Linked DNA regions of Lactuca sativa: region 1 is linked to region 2. A link is a contact called in public Hi-C data. All regions are on one chromosome and are shown on one strand. Each heading gives the region's core, a stretch centred on a gene start, on an enhancer-like site or on the middle of the called end of the contact. The rest is flanking DNA. Distances are from core to core; before and after follow the strand shown. Region 1 holds the start of LOC111896704 (protein BONZAI 1). Region 2 holds the start of LOC111920187 (auxin response factor 2A).

Region 1 (6,624 bases), core at 2,296-4,795, 610 kb after region 2:
CTCCGTAAAATCAGCTCCACCAACCCCAATGATTAGGATGGACAATGGAAGATCTGACGCCTTTACGAGGGCATCCTTCGTTTCTTGGAGATCTGATATGACTCCATCCTGTTTGTTAACAAATGAAAACGTATTTCATTTCATATTTATCATTGTGTTAAATTGTTAAATTGTTAAATTGTATGTGAATACCGTGATGATTAATAGAACAAAATACTTCTTCTCATTAGCTGCCAAAGCCTGCCCAGCTCTCAGTCCTGCAGCCTTTATCACAGGTCCAAATATGGTGGGGCCCGCTAGTGAAACATTAAAAAGAGCCTGTCTATATGCTGTCATGATACCTTCAATCCCTTCAACCTAAAATTTCCATAATAATAAAAAAAAAAAAAAAAACAGTTAAACCTTAGCAGCATCATCAACAAATTGGACAAGAGAATTGCTGTAAATCTTTCCTTAGTGAGAAAGAAAAAGACGTGAATGCCCTTATAAGAAAAATTAAAAGTTTCAGGTTCACCTCTGAGTTGACACTGCTTCCGTTTAGGTTGAAGCAATGAGAGACTGGGCCATCAGAAGGGCGAGCTCCAAAACCCCATAAAGGAAATTTCTTGTCATAATCATAAAAGTGAAGCACTTCACCAATTTCAAGTATTGCCTAAAACAAGTGGAACATCATTACTATTTGTATTTCTATTTGTTTAACAAGTGATTATATTTCCTATAAATAACAGAAATTGTAGCTTCTCACTTTTTGGTATGCATTTGGACGTCCAGAATGATCGATATAATGCAAAGAATCTGGCTGACGTGGATTTCCATTAGAATCTGAAGAAAAAAAAATATAGTATTATATAAAACATGAGGTAAGTAAGTAGGTTTGTTTGACAACAAAATCGTAGTTGTATGTGTAGAAAAAGAGCACAAATACTTGTAAAATCAACAGCCACCATGAAGTTCAATTCACAGCCACCAGCCAAGTAATCAAGGAAGGTATGTTGGACCCTTTCAGAAAACTTATCCACAAAGAGTTGACTTTTCAGTATCTGTGTATATATTATATTATAAATTATAAATAGGTAAGAGCAAAACATGATAATATCTATAGAGTCAGATGAATAATTAAAAACATATAAAATATAAATACATGGATTAGTGGTTAAAACCTTTTTCTGATTATCTTTCTCAAGTGATGGAAACATATGCACTCCCTGACCACTAGAAGATAATTTTTCTAACTCAGCAAGCGACTTCTGGACTTTGCTGAATGACCCAAAATATTAAAAAAAAAAAAAAAATTACGATTTTAATTAATAATAAAGAAATATAACGATTTCCTACCCAAGTGGATTGTGATTTCCGTTACTATTATAGTTGAAGCACTCAATACTCAGTGGAGTGTCCTGGATAGATTTAAATAAAAGAATTAAAAAGTAATAAAAAAAAAAGTGACTCCATATTGCATATATATGAGACTGAATGATAACATATTTTATTACCTTGCTACCCACTTGTGAAGTGTACAAAAGAAATGGTTTCCAAATTGGGTTTAAATTATTTTTCAGAACTTCTGTTTTGTAAACTGGAATAGTAGTCCCACCCTCCACACATTTTGAAATTACTAAAAAGGTATCCTGAAACAAACAATATGAAATAAGTAAATTGAAAGTCTACTCTATTATAATGATTAAAAAAGGAATGAAGTACATACACTTTTGGAGAAGAAATCCATATTCTTTAAATCTGAGCACCTAAATGTTAACTCAGTTGTAGTCTTGGACACAAAAACTTCTTCTGCATGAACATTGAGCTTCCCTTTGTTTTTTGGACGTGAGGTGTTGGTTGACTCTATTACATCCACAAGATCCATGGTCAACAACCAATTTGGTTTGGTGACTATCTACATAGAAATAACATCAATCTTTTATTAAAATCAAAACTTACAGATTTCAGTTTTAATTATATACAACATAGATGTTTCATCATATTTCCAAGAAACTAAAAAAGCAAAAAGATTGATTGTTCATAGTTCATAGTTCATACCTCGGATAATGTACAAGTAGCCTCTCCCAGGAATTGTTGTTCATCCAACTTAAGTGTCTGCAGAACAAACATAAAACTTTGAGTGTCAAATGTTTGAGAAAAGTTAATAGATAATAGAATTATATAATTTATTACACCTTTACTTGTGGGCCATGGAGTTTTCTATCAACATCATATACCCTGAACCTGTAATGTAAGATGACATTTTGTTTAGATATAATTTAAAATCAATGTACATGTATGAAATAGAAAATCTGACCTAGTAGAACTTACAACAGCATTTGAACCATTTCAAAATGATAGGTAACAGTGTGTTTTGTGATCCACTGTGGATTTAATGAATTTAGAACAATTTCTGTACGACCAATCTCTTGTAATGAGCCATCATTTCCTTTTGTATATATAACTGCCATGGGATCACTCTATAGATAAAATCATATATTTGTTAGAGAGCAAGAAAGTTTATCAGCTTCTAAAAAACAAGAAACAAATCAATATTTCACTCAAAATGCATAGATTTATAAGTACATGAAGTCATGTTTAAATCGGTGTTCATAAATAATGAGAACATACCTTGGAAAACATATCCATGTCACGCAAGTTTGAAGCAGACAAAGACAGCTGCAAGAATTTGATAATTAATTACATCAGTTTGACATATATGTAGGTTATCAGGTATAACAACAATACATTGATAATCATAATTAACCATATGTCTATCTTACTTACGAGTGAACATCAAAGAACACTTGTTTAGAAACGATGCTTACAATTTAAAATAGTAGTGCTGTTATAAATTCTACAATCAGGAGATACATCAAAATCAAAATTGAAAACCAGCCCATTGTCCCCTTTCTATAGGAAGCAACTACATGCTGCTACACACTATAATACCCAAAACAGACATAGCTTCATCTTTGGGCTGAAAATTACCTCCCTCGATCTAAACCTGCACATAGTCCGAACCTCTTTTTCAAAAACCAGCATGAAACATAACAAACTAGTCAACGGATTCATCGATCAAAAACCTCGAGTAATTAAGAACTAACACTTAACACTTAACACCTTCACTCTACATTTCTACAATGTATTACACTACGCGTGATAGGTCAAATATTACACACTCCACTGGACGTAAGCAAAACAAGTAATACAGGTAAGCAAACAGAAAAGTCATCCTAAAAATGATCGGAAATTAGAAAAATAAATATGAGAGAGAGAGAGAGAGAGAGAGAGAGAGAGAGTACCTCGATCTGAGAAAAGAGGCCATGGTAACCACGAGATTTGAGAAAAACATCTACGGCATCATTAGGACCAGGAGCATCGGGATTATATGGAGAGCCGCCGACGGCGGCCTTGCCATCGGTAACGTCGGAGCAACAATTGCCCATCGCTGCTGCTGCTGATGTTTAGAAAAAATGAAAATGGAAATTCAAGTGAGGTAAAAGGGGGTCGACTTTTTAATGTTGAATTGGAGTGGAAAATAGTACTACTAGTTTAAGACCTCGACCGGACCAAGAAGGTTTCCAGGAGATAACGGTGGAGTTAAACCAATGATGTTTTTTACTTTAAATAATATAAAGAGTAAATTACATAAATTGTCTCTAAGGTATTTCTCATTTTACAATTTTGGTTAATAAAACCATTCCTATGATTTGGAAAAGTTACAAACCTTGCTAAATATGTTTTCTTATATTTAACAAAAGACTAAGACCTGTCACCTGTATATATTTTTAATGTGTTTACTTCATGAGTTATAGAGATATAGAAATAGATTTAAATATAGAGAGTTTTAGGAGTAAAACACTTGATGTAAATTTATCCAAACCTTCACGAAAAAATCCAGACAGCATCAATCAGCCTGTATTTAACAATCTTAAGCCTATCATGTAACTGATAAATCAAATATACATTAGTATTATGTTAGAATTAGAACACAAGAACCAACCGCAAGCAGGCAGTTTTTTTAAGGAGGAAAACTACAATTAGAGAATGACCGACCACTATTGAAATAACTTATTTTAATAGTAATAAATGATATACATAAACATAAATATCTTAATAGTAATAAATGAACATATAGCGTAATTTAATTCATCAAATGACGGCAAAATATTTAGACCAACTCATGTTGTTACTTAAAATAGATTGTTTTCCAAAATTTGGTACGTTGAAAATGAAAGTGGATGGGTCTATTTATAAAAAAATATTATTTATGTTATGATTAAATAGCCTGAATTATGTATCAATATCGTTGAATTGTGTATCGAATAAGAAATGGTATTTGAATTGTAGATAAGAAATCTCATTGAATTATGTGTATCATTACATATATAGTCGTCTTATTTATTATTCATTTGGACTTTCATCTATTTTATTTTTAAAACATTATTTATATATTTTTATCTTTTTGTTTATCTTTATAACATTTTTGATTTCATCGTTCTACATTTAAAATTATAAAAAAGTGTCATGTGTAACAAAGTACTTAGAAAAGCCTAACAAAAAAGTCATAAATATTATTTTATAGTTACAATTACAATAACTAAAGAGAATAAATTATAAATATATAATACATTTAAAATGAATTTAAAAACAATATAAAATAGTCAAAAGAGTCATGTCAAATAGATTTAGGGTGGTGTTATGGACACTCCACTCTAGTCTAATAAACTCCCTATATACATCTTTATATATTAGCCTATTATATCCTAATCATTTCATTACTTTATTATTTAATTATTACATTATTATTATTATTATTATTATTATCTAATTTTTTTAAACTTTATTTACTATTTTATTATATACAAATAAAATTACTAACTCTATTATTATCTAAGTTTTTTTGAAACGTTTTTTATAAAATAAATAAGAATAATAGTATTAACTATTTTTTATAAAATAATACTTTAAATAGAAATAAAAAAATGTATTTGAAATAATTAAACAAGTTGATCAAACAATTTGTTTGGCGTTAAAAAAATTTTATTGTTAAAAAATCTGCCGCCCAATTCTTCAAAAAAATAAATAATAAAATAATAAAATAAATAAAAACGTAGCCCATTTGTTAGCCCAATTCTCCATTAAAAAACAAAAAAACGTTAACCGTAACATAACAACGTCAACGTATTTTTCTCAGATTGTATTACTTACTCGTTTGTTATTTGACACCCCCACCACAATGCGACGACCGTCGTCATCAGACCACCACAACCACAGAATCGTCGTTGCATCGGACCACGACATCACTACTGCATGTAAATGAGAGAAGGCAGAGAACAGAAGCCGACAACGACTGGCAGATAGCGGAAGCTAGAAGAGGCGGCGTACGGCTACCGGAACATAATTTTTAAATTTTCTATTTGATTTTTTAAACTCGAAACTTTAGTTGAGAATGATGAAGAACGTACGAACCCGACTACAACCGACGGCGGAAATAAGAATATGACGAGTCCATCAGCGACACAGTTTTCCGGTTAGCAATTTCGCCGGCAACAATATTTTTTATAGAGAGGTTTATATTTTCTAGGAAAAAAATATAATTAATCTCAATAGACATTGAGAAAATGTAATAATAATAATAATAATAATAATAATAATAATAATAATAATAATAAGTTCAGCATTTACAAAAAGGCCTTGTGTATTTGAGTTGTTCAATATTTTTTATTTTTCGGATTTTGTTTAAAATCTACAAAAATATAGAAAAAAAAAAACAAGTCTAGTTTCTAAAAATATTTGAAAAGTAACATCTTTTTTTCTTTAACTTAGTGCGTTTTACATATGTTATTATGTTAATACTAACTATTTAAAAAAATTGTTATGATTCCTAAAATCATATATATATATATATATATATATATATATATATATATATATATATATATATATATATATATATATATATATATATATAATATAAAAATGCATTTACTAAAAAAATAATTATAACTACCCCTTGTAAAGTTTTTTTTTTAATCTAATAAGGATTGGACCATTTATTGGTACGATTTATTTTGAAATATGCTTCAAAAAAATTAAGGATTCAAAAAAAAAAAAAAAAAAAAAAGCGTACATATTGATTATATTGCCAACATAGTAGACAGTATATTAGGGATAATGACTTAAAAGGGTAATATATTTTTCGATTTGTACACATTTAGTCACTGAGTTTTTTTTGTCCACATTTACCCCTTCAACTTATTTTTCGATTTGTACACATTTAGTCACTGAGTTTTTTTTGTCCACATTTACCCCTTCAACTTGTTAAACTGTACACATTTAGTCCTTATGATCGGCAACTCCAGGTTAGCCGGTAAAAATGACTTAATAGGGTAATATATTTCTCATTTTGTACACATTTAGTCCTTAATATTTTTGTATACATTTAGTCCTTAATATTTTTTTTTTGTCGCAAAATAAGTCACTTTTGTTTTTGTATTCATTCAGTACTTATTAATTATTTCTTTAATTTTTTTTCTCACGACATCTGATGTGAGATAGCCATATAGTGGTGGGATAGGTTGAGGTGGTCCTGCTATATGTTGTTGGTCAAGATACCTGGTGCGGGCCGACTATAAGTTG
Region 2 (6,088 bases), core at 392-2,891:
GACCTATACATGCCAAAACATATATCAAGTTATACAAAATCTGATTCAAGATTGAATATGTTGTTACTTGTTAGTAATTAGTTAATTACCACGAAATATGTGTCTGAAGCGCCATTCAGTTCCATGTAAATCTTTGGCTACTAGCTCCTGTGTTGGGGGTTGTCTTGACATGTCCTGTGAGAATCAGATGAACAAATGGGAATAAGTAACAGAAAAAGGAATGGAGTAACAAGAAGAAGGGTGACTGTTACCAATTGAGGAAGGCATTCATCAGCATGACGTCTCAGAACTGAAAATCCACCATGAGTGCTTGTATCAGAAGCAGTCAACGTTTTGCAAAAAGAATGCACCTGAAATCTGGATTGGGGAGGTGGTGGTGGTTCCTTCTTAACAGCGTTTTCATCTTGCTGTTGTTAAAGAAAATTTAGTAAGAAAAACAAACTAATCAAGTATCAGAAGTTCGTTAGTAGTTACAAATATATATGAAATATCAACTCCGTTCATCAAACTAACTCACATCAGCTTCCGGCATAAGAGTTATTTGGGCGAAAACCTCATCCGTGTCTTGTTCAGCCTTCAAACACGTAATAAATATCAGCCAGGTATACAAAACCTCTAGCAAAATCATCAAATTCAACAATATGTACCTTCAATTGCACATTAACAACACGGCAAAGGATCTTTGACGGAAGATTATACATCGGCATCTGTTGTTCGGCGACCTGATTGGTTGACGCCTCGACCTAACAAACAAATAATCCGTGAGAATTACTTCAGATTACGAACAGACCAGAAACAAGTACACAGTCACCTTTTCGTAACCTAATACGCACAAATCCGTGTAAGTTTGCAGTAAGAAAAAGTAAAATTGAACACAACAGCTTCAGAAATTAGCGCTAACTACACAAATTGGTACAGATTCGAACCTGTTCGATGTGTCCTTGAGGAAAATAAAACACCAGCTCGTTTTCGCGAGGCACAGTGACGAGCGGACCAGCACATGCTCGCCAGAGTTCCTTGTAAAGAGCCATATCCGCTTCAGCTACACACAAAAAGAGAGAGAAACAGTTCATCACTCGTAAATCTTAAAGCAAAACAAAATTTTCCATAATAGAACTCCGTCAACTACCTTTACCGGCACCGGAAACCGCCGTAACAGCTCTTGAATCACCTACCGCATCATTTTTGTCGCTAAAACCAGACAAAGAAAACGTGTCTCTGTCTCCTCTCATGCTGTTATTACCTTTGCTTGAAACCTCTGAAGATGTCATTTCACCACAATAAGCGCCTCCAAACACAGATCTCTAATCTAAAAACCCATAATTCTCAACAAAACCCTAAAAATTACAACAGATCAACACAATTTCAGGCCAAATCAGCTTCAAACTAGCATCAAATGAGCAAATTCATCAACACGTCTACATCAACAATCAGACGAGTTTTCTCTCTCTTAGTTATGGAAATTCCAAGAGCAAAGAAGATATTCATCGACTGGTTGGAGGTCAAAACTGGTGTTTGCAGTAATTTCAACCGGTGGTCCAAATTCTAACAACACCCGAGTGGTGACCGGGTATTTCCGGTAACTTGGACCGGGTTTTCTTCCCCCGGGATGATGAACCATATCTATTATCTAAAACGACATCTTATTTTGGCTTTATGCTTGGTCAAGGGAAGATACACCACATAAGGGATCATATATCATAAAACATTATTAAATGTTTTTCAGATGATCAAAAGTTGAAACACGAACGTAAAAAATAATAATAAAATATTGCGAGAATAAATTAGTGTTATATATATATATATATATATATATATATATATATATATATATATATATATATATATATATATATATATATATATATATATATATATATATATATATATATATATATTCTATTTTAAGAAAAAATCATCAAAATCATATGATTTTTTATTTTTTATAAAAATAAATTCATATATAGTTTTTTTTATATAAATACAAATTATTTAGTTTATTTATATAAGATTTTATCATGCTACTATTTATATATAGATAAAAACGTATATCTGATTTTTATTACAACTGATTTGTTATTCATATTTAAATAAATTGTTTTATTTACATTTAAATAACCAAGCAACATGTATAAATAACAAGTATATTACAAGTCATATATTAATAATCAGTTAGTTGTAATAAAAACACTATACACTAATTATTCACATATAAATGACAAATTAGTTACTATAAAAACCAGATATACTATTTATTCAAAACATCATATAAAAATGGTTATTTGTAGCTTCCCCTTTTAGATTTAAGTATTTTGGAGCACATTTATGATCGGTGAGGCTTTTAATGTTTTATTGGTTAAATTTTATTTCAAAATTTACCAAGGCTTTGAGAGGGAAAGAGGCATGGTTTAGAATTTAGGGGTGTGCGCGGTGTGGTTTGGTGTGGTTTCGAGTCAAAACCGCAAATCGCACTGCATATGTGGTTTGAATATTTTAGAAACCGCAAACCGCACCATAGATGTTCAAAACCGCGTGATGCGGTGCGGTTTGATGCGGGCGGTTTATGCGGTTTAGTTGCGGTTTGTGCGGTTTGATGAGTTGTTCAACATTAAATCTATCAAAAAACCAAAAACCTGACCAGATTAAAAAAAATTGATTGCTTTCATTTTATAAAAACAAATACAATTTTCGAGTTAAATCGTTTTTAATAAATTGTGACTCATGCTACTATAGTTCTGTAAGTATCATTGTTATTGCTTTATATTGCCGTTATAGTTGCTATATTTTTGTAAACCATAGGATCTTGATCTAATAGTGATTTAATATTACGTTATAGATATTTGGTTATTGTAAGAAATATATTTATATACATCATTTCTAAATCGTGATTTGAACTTATAAAAAAGTAAAGAAAAAAAAAAGTACATATATAACATGCGGTGTGGTGCGGTTTGAATTGCAGTTTTATAAATACAAACCGCAAACCACACTATATAGTGCGGTTTGATAAAATGATGAACCGCAAACCGCACCACGAAATTCTAAATCGCATTATGCGGTGCGGTTTGGTGCAGTGCGGACGGTTTGTGCGGTTTGTGCGGTTTTTTGCACAGCCCTAGTTTAGATAATTGTACCCATGAACACCATACTTTTTAAGCCATGGTTTTTAATTTCATACCAAATGAATATAATATTTATATAAATATATTTATTTAAAAAAAATAATGATAAAAAGTAGTAAAATGTGATATTTACTGGCTTTTGGTAAGTGAAAAATGAATAGATGAAAAACTGACGTTACACTGAAAAAATGAATGGTAAGTGATGAGCAGACCTTTCGGTCTTGATCAATAAAAACTTATTTACTTGTAGCACTAATATGTGATTTATTATGGCATCATGAGACATTCTCTAAGCGTGGGATTTATTTGAAATGCAAGAAAATATAATCACTTGTGTTTCTTATATATGCGAACTACAACAACCTCGTTGTTTAGGGGCATGATTTTTGCATGGCTAGTTTGTTCATAAATTACAATAATTAAGAAATTAAGAAATACGAACTACATCTTTATATTTGGCTTTGATTTCACTACAAAACCTTTAATAGTAGTATAGTCATTTGTCATTCATTTTGCGTGTGCATCTAGTTAGAATTTTAAAATCTTTCTTCTTTATAAAAAAGATAAATCTTCTTCTAGTTTTTGGATAGAAACTTTGTTTTCATCTTTGTTAGAATCCTCTACTTTATTAGATAACACAACTATTTCAACGATTTCTTTAATACGAGTAATATTTTATTGCTTTTGCCTTTTCTCTTTGCGACCTTTGATCGATTGCACTCTCTTGCATCATCATTTATGCACGGCTCTTTGTTCTTTTTGAAGATTAACCGATTTACTATAAACCACACGTGCTCAATTAAAAAAACATGCATATGAGTGGAGATCAATTCATGTGCGACATCCGTCACTTTTTTTTCGAACGACAAAGATATTATAAAACTAGCAAGAAGCTAGACAAAAACCAACAAGAATTACATGCAATATAGCAAGGGTTGGATCTTGTAACCAGGCAACTCAATTTAAGTTCAGACAACAACACCTAAAATTAGCCTAAAGAAAATCAGACAACAACACCTAAAATTAGCCTAAAAAAAATCAGACAACACCACCTAAAATTAACCTAAAGAAAAGACTGAGTAACAATGTGGTCAAACATCAAACTCTTTTTTGGAGTTCATCTACCAAAAATACAGTCTGTATGAAACCACCAAATATATATGCTACCATAAAGTAAGAAAAGAGGCTTCCAAAAACTCTTTATGAACCTTAGACATCCTAAGAGAACAAAACCAAATAAACAAATCCCAAATAGAGATAAAAGTTTGCATCGCAATATTCCACCATGTACCCAAAAGAAGCAATAAATCACCGACCATGAGGCACCCAACAAAAAGATGGTTTGTCGATTCCAACTCCTGATCGCTGATCGCAGACTAGACACATAATAGAAGATAAATCAAGATCTCTACTAGACAAATTTGCCCTCTTATGGAGCTTATTTTCATTTCTAACCACCATCCACCATATATTCATTTTTAGGGCTAAATGAAAAATTGGTTGAAGTCACTTTCTATCTTCTAACAAGGGAAAATAATTTGTGAGGGTAATTATTTTTTTGTCTTGTTCATGTTTAGGCAACTTTTTTCTTTTTTGTATCATTTGATCATTTAACTTTGTTAAATGTGTTCATATATTATCATTGTCACCTACTATAGCATGTAATAATTGTAATATGTGAACACATTTAACAAGTTAAATGGTTAAATATGTTAAAAAAAAAAGTTGTCTAAATTTAAACAACTTTTTTTATAAATTTCTCAAGACTTTTTATAATTTCTTACAACATTTTTATGATATTTTTTTCCTATAGTTTTTTCTAATGTTGTAAAAATCCCGATTAATCTCCGATTAATCTCTAGGCACTACTCGACCGATTAGAGAGCGCCTACCGATTAATCCATGCATACACAATGACTGAAACAGTAGAACCCAATGAAATTTTAACATTTTGAAGAATTTATATTTCAATAAAAACTATTTGAGGTATGATTAGTGTTGTATTTATCATATTAACCTATTTTGTTATGATATTAGTGGCATTTACAAACTTTTATATGATATTAGTCATATTTAATTTCTTAAAATCTAACAAATTAGCAATTAATGGTCCCCAATTAATCCTCCGATTAATCTCCGCCTAACCGATTAATTCCTTTACCCCAGTCCACCGACTAGATAACGTCGAGCGATTTTTACAACCTTGGTTTTTCTAATACAATGTTTTAAACTTTGCTTTTATATATATATATATATATATATATATATATATATATATAAAACTTTTCTTTATACTTTCATATAATTTTCATACAAGGGCTTTTAAACCAAATATTTTCTAAATGTTTTAGTTTTTTCTTACAAGTTTTTATTTATTTATTTATTTATTTTACATTTTTATACAAATTTTTTTATAACTTTCATACAATTATTTATAAACTTTTTTTTACAATATGTTTAAAACGTTTCATAGATTTTGTATGACAATTTAGACAAAACTACAAGATTGCTCCTAGTGGTATTCAAAAGCCTTTGGATCGGGTCCAAAAACTTTCTCACTTGTATAGAAGGTCTAAAATCAAGGTTTTTCGTGATTTTGATCCCTAGTGTACTTAAAAGGTCAATTTTACCCTTTTCATTTCGTTTTTCTATTTTCTTTTGTTTATTTTAGTATTTAAATAATTAAAATAAAATCTCAATCTACCGCAACCCCAGCCTTTTCCATTGGTCCTTCTCTCTCTCTCTCTCTCTCTCTCTTTCTCTCTCTCTCTCTCATCGCTAGTATGAATCGAAGAGAGGGAGCAAAATGCCAACTAGAGAAGAGAAGGGCCTAAAGCTTCCGCAATTGTTGTATTTGGTCGGCGCCGGAAGTAATTCATCATTTCCTCCTCATTCATCCTTTTCCTACATCTATAAATCCATGCGCGTGTAAAATTAGTAATTTGATTTAGCATTTCCTTCGCTTA

Evidence for each region. A called contact is a pair of places that touch in the nucleus more often than the background predicts.
Region 1: a contact with region 2 is called in a Hi-C map of seed, with 4 times the contacts expected there. The contact joins the promoter of LOC111896704 here to the promoter of LOC111920187 in region 2. A contact is called at or near these places in 2 of 4 Hi-C or Micro-C datasets (leaf and seed).

What each region holds. Positions count from the first base shown.
Region 1 is chr1:37,404,098-37,410,721 of Lsat_Salinas_v11, forward strand. LOC111896704 (protein BONZAI 1) reads right to left here and starts at 3,546. Exons shown (of 16, transcript XM_023892681.2): 1 at 3,285-3,546; 2 at 2,611-2,658; 3 at 2,311-2,459; 4 at 2,175-2,223; 5 at 2,038-2,094; 6 at 1,706-1,894; 7 at 1,494-1,628; 8 at 1,336-1,397; 9 at 1,161-1,257; 10 at 926-1,040; 11 at 746-822; 12 at 515-652; 13 at 193-357; 14 at 1-108. The coding sequence starts at 3,428.
Region 2 is chr1:36,796,389-36,802,476 of Lsat_Salinas_v11, forward strand. LOC111920187 (auxin response factor 2A) reads right to left here and starts at 1,642. Exons shown (of 12, transcript XM_023915787.3): 1 at 1,130-1,642; 2 at 927-1,042; 3 at 648-743; 4 at 518-574; 5 at 252-407; 6 at 90-174; 7 at 1-3. The coding sequence starts at 1,271.